Regions from separate parts of the Mus musculus genome. Here region 1 is linked to region 2. A link is a contact called in public promoter capture Hi-C data. All regions are on one chromosome and are shown on one strand. Each heading gives the region's core, a stretch centred on a gene start, on an enhancer-like site or on the middle of the called end of the contact. The rest is flanking DNA. Distances are from core to core; before and after follow the strand shown. Region 1 overlaps Limch1 (LIM and calponin homology domains 1). Region 2 overlaps Apbb2 (amyloid beta (A4) precursor protein-binding, family B, member 2).

Evidence for each region. Promoter capture Hi-C pulls out the DNA fragments that hold promoters and counts their contacts.
Region 1: a contact with region 2 is called in a promoter capture Hi-C map of cranial neural crest. The contact joins two enhancer-like sites. A contact is called at or near these places in 3 of 39 promoter capture datasets (the 3T3-L1 cell line, cranial neural crest and second pharyngeal arch cranial neural crest) and 3 of 115 datasets of contacts at active chromatin or transcription factors (embryonic basal ganglia, embryonic limb bud and large pre-B cells).

Annotation. Positions count from the first base shown.
Region 1 is chr5:66,990,710-66,994,048 of GRCm38.p6, forward strand. It overlaps Limch1 (LIM and calponin homology domains 1), which reads left to right. Exons shown (of 26, transcript NM_001001980.3): 9 at 2,434-2,469. Among named protein-coding and RNA genes, the nearest start is that of Gm33040, 7.1 kb to the right of the region's middle. Within about 2 kb of position 2,067, at least 3 of the 459 cell types and tissues checked have an H3K27ac peak or open chromatin away from gene starts, as enhancers often do.
Region 2 is chr5:66,366,080-66,369,568 of GRCm38.p6, forward strand. All of the region lies in intron 9 of Apbb2 (amyloid beta (A4) precursor protein-binding, family B, member 2), which reads right to left. Among named protein-coding and RNA genes, the nearest start is that of Nsun7, 110 kb to the left of the region's middle. Within about 2 kb of position 1,727, at least 9 of the 459 cell types and tissues checked have an H3K27ac peak or open chromatin away from gene starts, as enhancers often do.

The DNA of each region.
Region 1 (3,339 bases), core at 817-3,316, 620 kb after region 2:
TTACCCAGAGTATCTCCTACTTTGCATTTAAGGATCTCTATGGGAGAGGGAGAGGGAAGGGAGAGGGAGAGAGGGAGGGAGGGAGAGAGGGAGAGAGGGAGAGAGGTAGGGAGGGAGAGAGAGAGAGAGAGAGAGAGAGAGAGAGAGAGAGAGAGAGAGAGAGCAGACCTGCTTGACAACTGAAAAGGCCCCTTGAAGCCAAGTGCTAATCACCTTCCTCTTAATCAGCAAAGACAGTCTTTCTTACATCTGTGGTCCTTAAAACTAACACATCCATCTACGAGGAAACGCCTTAGATCCATGAGCGCACAGAAAACGGAGCACAGAAGGCGATCCTCAGAGTCTGCTGCTCTTGCCAGTATCCCAAAACTACCTCTCAGGGGCCTCCTCCAGCCACTGCCGAGGGAGAACAGCCAGAAAGCTTCTTGCAGGGTGAGACTCAGAATTTAGGAAGAATCTGTCACCAGCAGAGACCTCCTTGAACGCTGTTTCATTGTTCTGTGAAGAAAACAATTGAAGTTCAGATCCATCCCGAAGCTAACAGTTAGCTAGGACAAGACTGTGTGTGCACCATAAGCTCCGAGTTCCGAGTTGTGTTGTACTTCGATAAAATACTAACTGGATATCCAAATAGAGACACGAGGCCACACAATTGTTAGTTAACCATTTCTCCATTATTTATCCATCAAGAATAACTTCTCTTTCAAAGATGGTTTAGCAAGCCCCGCATTTGAATATGAGTGCTCTAGTGGGCCTTTTTACTGACTAAAATCCATGTATCCAGGCTTCAGAAGTGACCCTGCTCATGCTCCCTCCCTAGTGGGGAAGAGTCCTCGCGTCACTTGCCTCACAGTTGGGGCATTTGGGGCACACTGAGGATCCTGCTTAAACTAGTACCTTTTGGGAGTGGCCCCTGCAGAACAGAATGTGTCTTCTGCCAGCACAGTCTTCTCACAGTCCTTTGGTTGGCTTGCTTTTGTCCATTCCAACAGAAAGCTGGGGTCTTACCCACAGATTTGATAACTGAAAAGGCCCCTTGAAGCCAAGTGCTAACTACCTTCTTCTTATCAGCAAAGGCAGTCTTGATTTTCAGGTTTTCCCTATGAATGAAATAATAATTGTCAATAAATGTGGAATGTTCTAGAATGATGAAAGTTGAAAGAAAGAAAGGAGTGTGTGTGTGTGTGTGTGTGTGTGTGTGTGTGTGTGTGTTTTCATGCATTGTTGGGGCAATTTCTCTAAAATTATAGGAAGAAACATTCAGAAATTACCTGATAGGCTACCGATCATGGGACAAGGTAATGTTTTGCTGACCAGGTGTGGTTTCTGGAAGCTAGAAGCAGGATAGAGTCTCCTTACAGCATTCAGAATACAGAAGTGACAGCCGGATGGTGGTGGCGGCAGCGGCGCACACCTTTAATCCCAGCACTTGGGAGGCAGAGGCAGGAGGATTTCTGAGTTCAAGGCCAGCCTGGTCTACAGAGTGAGTTCCAGGACAGCCAGAGTTACACAGAGAAACCCTGTCTCGAAAAACCAAAAAGAAAAAAGAAAAAAAGAAAAGAAAAGAATACAGAAGTGAGAGAAGTGAGCAGCCTTTTGGGAGCAGAAGAAGACAGTGCCTTGCTGCAGGGATGCTTGATCACGGGAGTTTTTCATTCAGATGCGTGCTCCTGTACAGTGATGTTCTCACCTTCAGATCTTTTCTACTGTGTAGCTTCATTTGGGCCTCACATAATCATACTGCCGAGGATGTAGCTTTGTAAACCCAGATTAGCAGGAGAATAGAAAAGATCAGGACAAACCTTGTTTTTTTCCAGCTGTGGGATAGCCTCTGAGTCTGGTTTTGATTAAGACGACCCGTTTTCTAGGAATTGTGGTTTCTGTCAAATGCAGGCGGAAAGTACTGATTGGAGTTCTGGCTGAAGTTCTGATTTGCTCTTAGAAAACCCGTAGGAATAGCCTTTGATATTGTCTGTGCATTAACACATCAGAGCAGCTCAGTGAGGGTTCATGTATGTTGCATGTCCATGACGGCCCATTACACCAACACAGGGGCATGAGCCATGTGTGTGCGAATAACTGTAGTGTATTTGCATTTTAGGCTGTCTTTTCCGAATACTGTGAGTTAACCCCAAGCTTTTGTGTTTCCATTAAACAGAGTTTTCTTTGTGGGCAGCATGGGATTTTTTTGATTTCTCTTCTGGGTCTTAATGGCAACTTTATACCCTTTGGAAATATGAAGGCTTTGATTTTGGCTTTTTTTTTAAGTAGCTAATGAATATTGCTAATTGTGTAACAACATTTCTCTTACAGCATGACCAGCAAAAAAGGTTTGGTAGACACGAACTGATTTCTCCCACAGTTTGTTTTTCCAGGTTGGTCACAGCATCCGCTCTCTGCCAGCCCTCTCTAATTTTGTATTTGATCTTGTAGATACGGTCCCAGAACTCCTGTGTCAGATGACGCAGAGTAAGTGGCATCTATCGTGTTCATAGGATCACATTAATCACTAGCCTAAACTGCATGCTTCCTGTACTTACCACTAATTGGCATGCAACGGAGGCTGCAGAGAGCTGCACAGTCAGCCCAGTGCACAGACGAGCACCGGGGTGCCACCGGGGTCGTGTGTTCTGTGCAGGGGAAGTGATGGAGACAGCAACTTAAGCATGATGCTAATGTGTGGCTAATGCTGCAGCTTTGCCGCTCATTTCCCACTGCCTGGCATGCTCAAGCCGCTCTTATGACTTGGACATTGGTACCCTTCCTGAACCATTGAATTAGGGAAGGGGGTGTCATGAGGTTTGCAGTTTAACTCCCAATGCACAGGGGCTTAGCCTAAACAAAGAAGTAGTCATTCTTACAGTCACTTTTTTCCCCAAAACTAAAAAAAAAAAAAAAAAAAAAAAACCAACCAAATCCTAAACCACTAATTATAGATTCAGAAGCCCAAGTCTCTACCAGGTTGGAGTTGTATAAACTGTGGGATGTTTAAGACCCAAACATTGGGGTTTTGTTCAAGTTCTGTGGCATAGCAAGGGGTCAAGGGTATAAAACAAGAACCCGGGTTCCTCTGCCTACCGCTTGCTTTTCTTCTGGAACAGAGGTCTCTTCCCTACCCTGCACCTCACATCCCAGGTTGAGAAAAATCGTATTCACCCCATCTGTGACCTTACAAACTCTGTCCCAAAGTTGGCTTTCCTGTAAGCAGAACCTTGTGCCCTTGATGTACAAGGCCGAAGGTTTTTCAGGATGATCTTCTTGGGTGTGGTGATTGGTCTTCTGAGGAAAAGGATTTAATATTTCATTCCAACACGAGTTGCACAAAAGTGTCCACGTGGC
Region 2 (3,489 bases), core at 477-2,976:
GGACCTACGAGAAACTGAAATCCTCCTGCTCTGCGAATGTGACACAACAATGCAATGACTCCTGAGGGCATTCTACTATAGACCACAGACTCACAGATCAGTGCTTTATTCAGCCACCATCAGAGAAGCTTCCTCCTACCTCCTGTGGACGGCAACAGTTCAGAGACCCAGAGTTAGACAACGTGCAGAGCGAGAGACCTTGAAACACTCCATCCTAACGGGATACCTCCATCAAAGCCCTCCCCTCAGGGCTCAGGGAACTCTGTAGAAAAGGAGCCAGAGTGGGTGGGGGACACCAAGGAAGCATGGCCTTCTAGACACAGCAGATTGACTCACATGTGAACTCAGAGAGACCGTGGTAGCACGCATGAGGCCTGTACTGGTTTAAGCCAAATTGGGATCCCAGATTATACCATGGACAGGACCCAAGCCCAGCAGTAGATGGACAACAGAAAATTAAATTAGCAATATATTTTGGAGGGTTTTTTTTTTTTTTTAGTTTTTTTTTTTGTTTTTTGTTGTTGTTTGTTTGTTTTATAATATTTTGTCTGGACCATTTTTATTTCTCTTATAGGCCTTATGCATTATAGTTTTTGCATCTTTATGAGATCTCTCTGTGAGGGGTGTGTCTGTGTCTACATGTGTTTCTTGTGCCTTAGGCTTTTTTTTTTTTTTTTTTGAGACAGGGTTTCTCTGTGTAGCCCTGGCTGTCCTGGAACTCACTCTGTAGACCAGGCTGGCCTCGAACTCAGAAATCTGCCTGCCTCTGCCTCCCAAGTGCTGTGATTAAAGGCATGTGCCACCACCGCCCGACAGGCTTTTTTTTTTTTAATTTTAATTTTCTGTTCATTTATTTTCTCTTCTTCAGGTTTGTTTTTATTTTATCCCCTCTTTGCTTTATTTTTATAATTTCCATTTTTAAAAGATGACTGTTTGTTTTCTAATGATAAAGAGCAAGGAGGGGGGGGGACTTGGATAGATGGGGAGGATATGGGAGGAGCTAGAGGAGGGGGACCATAACCAGGATATACTGTATGAAGAAGACTATCTATCTATCTATTCATCCATCCACCCATGCATCCATGTATGCATCTGTCAGTCCATCCATGCATCCAGGCATGCATCCATCAGTCCATTCATCTATGCATCCATCATGGATCCATCCATCCATCCATTCAACCATCTATCCATCCATCCATCTATGCATCTATCCACCCACCCACAAACCAAAGAATCATTTATGTGCTTAATCCAGGGACATAAAACAACGTGCAGGATGGGCAGTGCTCTTGATCTGTCCCCAGATGATCTGAATTATGTTCTCTCATCCCTCCCCGCACCCCAAGGTCACCTTGAAGCTATGCACCAATTGAAGAAACCAGTCTCTAGGTCCAGGTGGGACAGCCAAAGAGCCACATTCTTCCTTGAAAGCAAAGAGACTGGCTCTCAAGGAGAAGTTGTCAAGTTTCTAAATGCAAATTTGAAAATGCAAGGAAGACTGATGACAATCTATCCCAACATGACCAACATCAAGTCAGGTCTAACCTTTTCCACACCAGCACCATGACCAGAGTCCCTTGCCTGAGTTGCTAATCACACTTCCTGGAGGAGGGGGTGGGAAACTCAACAGAATGCTAAACACAGAAGCAACCCTTCATGCATACCACTCACAGATGCTCTTAGCCTGGAGGGCAAGGCTGGGTACCGCCTGCTTGCTGTTATGCAGCCAGAGTGTGCGTGAGCAGCATCTGTTACAAATAAATCCGCAAGGAATGGCAGTCCTGAGACTGTAAAAGCTCCTCAGCTGCCTGTCTTCTGGGGGACAGCTGGGGCACAGCCCCTCACAGTTGTTCTGCATGCGTGCGTGCGTGCGTGCGTGCGTGCGTGCGGTGCAGGGAGGCTTCAGGGAAGGGAAAACACTTGTCTGCTGGCTGGCCTCTCCCTCTTCCAGCTCTGCTTTCTCAGCCCCCAAACCAAACTTTCTTTCTCTGGTTGGCTAGCCAGAAACACCCAGGCACACATCACCAAACATCCTGTTTTATTAAGACCTACTACCTGTGTGGGAGCTCACAGGCAGCCCCACCCCACCATTTCTCCAGGGAGCCGGGGAAGTTCAAACACATCTCCCAGCACAGGCCCTTGTTAGTAAAGTCACTGTCACAACCTACCCTCTGGCCTTGCCCTTTAGAGCTAGACACTTCCCTCCTGCCTGCCTGTAAAAGAACTGACTTTAGGCTTGAATGATATTGACTTACACTGCGCCCACTTTATTTATTTATGCATTCTTGTGTGTGTGCGCGTGTGTGCATGCATGAGCATCCATGCTAATGAACACAGACGGATAGTACATGGCCTGAGATTTTTTGGCGTTTGGGTACTACACTTATGTATGCGCAGGTGTATGTGTACACAGGCCAGAGGTCAACGTTGGGAGTCTTCCTCCCTCTTTCGCCACCTTATTTTCTGAAACGGAATCTCTCACTGAATCTAGAGCTCACTAAATCAGGATGGCTGGTCCCCAGCTCCTGTCTACCCCAAAGACCACTCCTTTCTGAGTATATGCCAGGGACCCTGTCCAGACCTCAGCATTCAGATCGGAGGCTAAATTCACTAGGGTTTTGACCAAGATAAATATGTATTTACTGTTGAACCCACCACTTTTGAGGGTATAAAGGCATGGCTCTTAATAATTAGCAATCAGGAAGATAAAAGGATACTGTCTATCTTTTGTTCCTTGAGTGCAAGAACTCATGGATTTCAACCTAAACAAACTCAGTAAAAAATCAAACAAACAAAAAACCAAGGTATTTTTCTTGGCTTAAAAAAATATAATTACCTAACTTACCACAGCACATTCTGAATATCATTTTTGTCACATCACTAAAGAAACAAAAGCGCCCAAACTATATCATCATCGTCATGAATTTATTTAAAAATCACTGCCTTGCACAGTAACGCAGTTCTTTAGTTTCTGATCTGAAAAGCTTCACTACCATTCCACGAAGTCAAAGCAAGATGGTACGGAGGGACTACTGCACTGCCCCACACAGGGCTTCAGCCTGGTCCTTTCTGAAGAGGAGCAAAGAGCACCAGCACTGCACAGTGCTGCCCCCATGTGGCCAGGAAGCTTTAACGCAGTCATTGTGTTACCTGACCTACCAAGACTGGCTTAATTTGGGTAAGGGGAAGAGTTGAAACTATTTATTCAAGCCAGCAGTGGTGGCACATGCCTTTAATCCCAGCGTTTGGAAAGCAGAGGCAGGCAGTTCTGTGAGTTTGAGGCCAGCCTGGTCTACAGAGCAAGTTCTAGGGTGACTTCTAAGTTCTACACAGAAAAACTGTCTCAAGAAAACAAACAAACAAAAAACAAACAAAAATCCCAAATTAATACAAATAAAATATCTATTCAAATCACTTGCCTTTTAAAACTTTTTAAAAAACGAATTGAATATAAAAAATACCAATATGAACATTTCAGTGGCTGCTCAG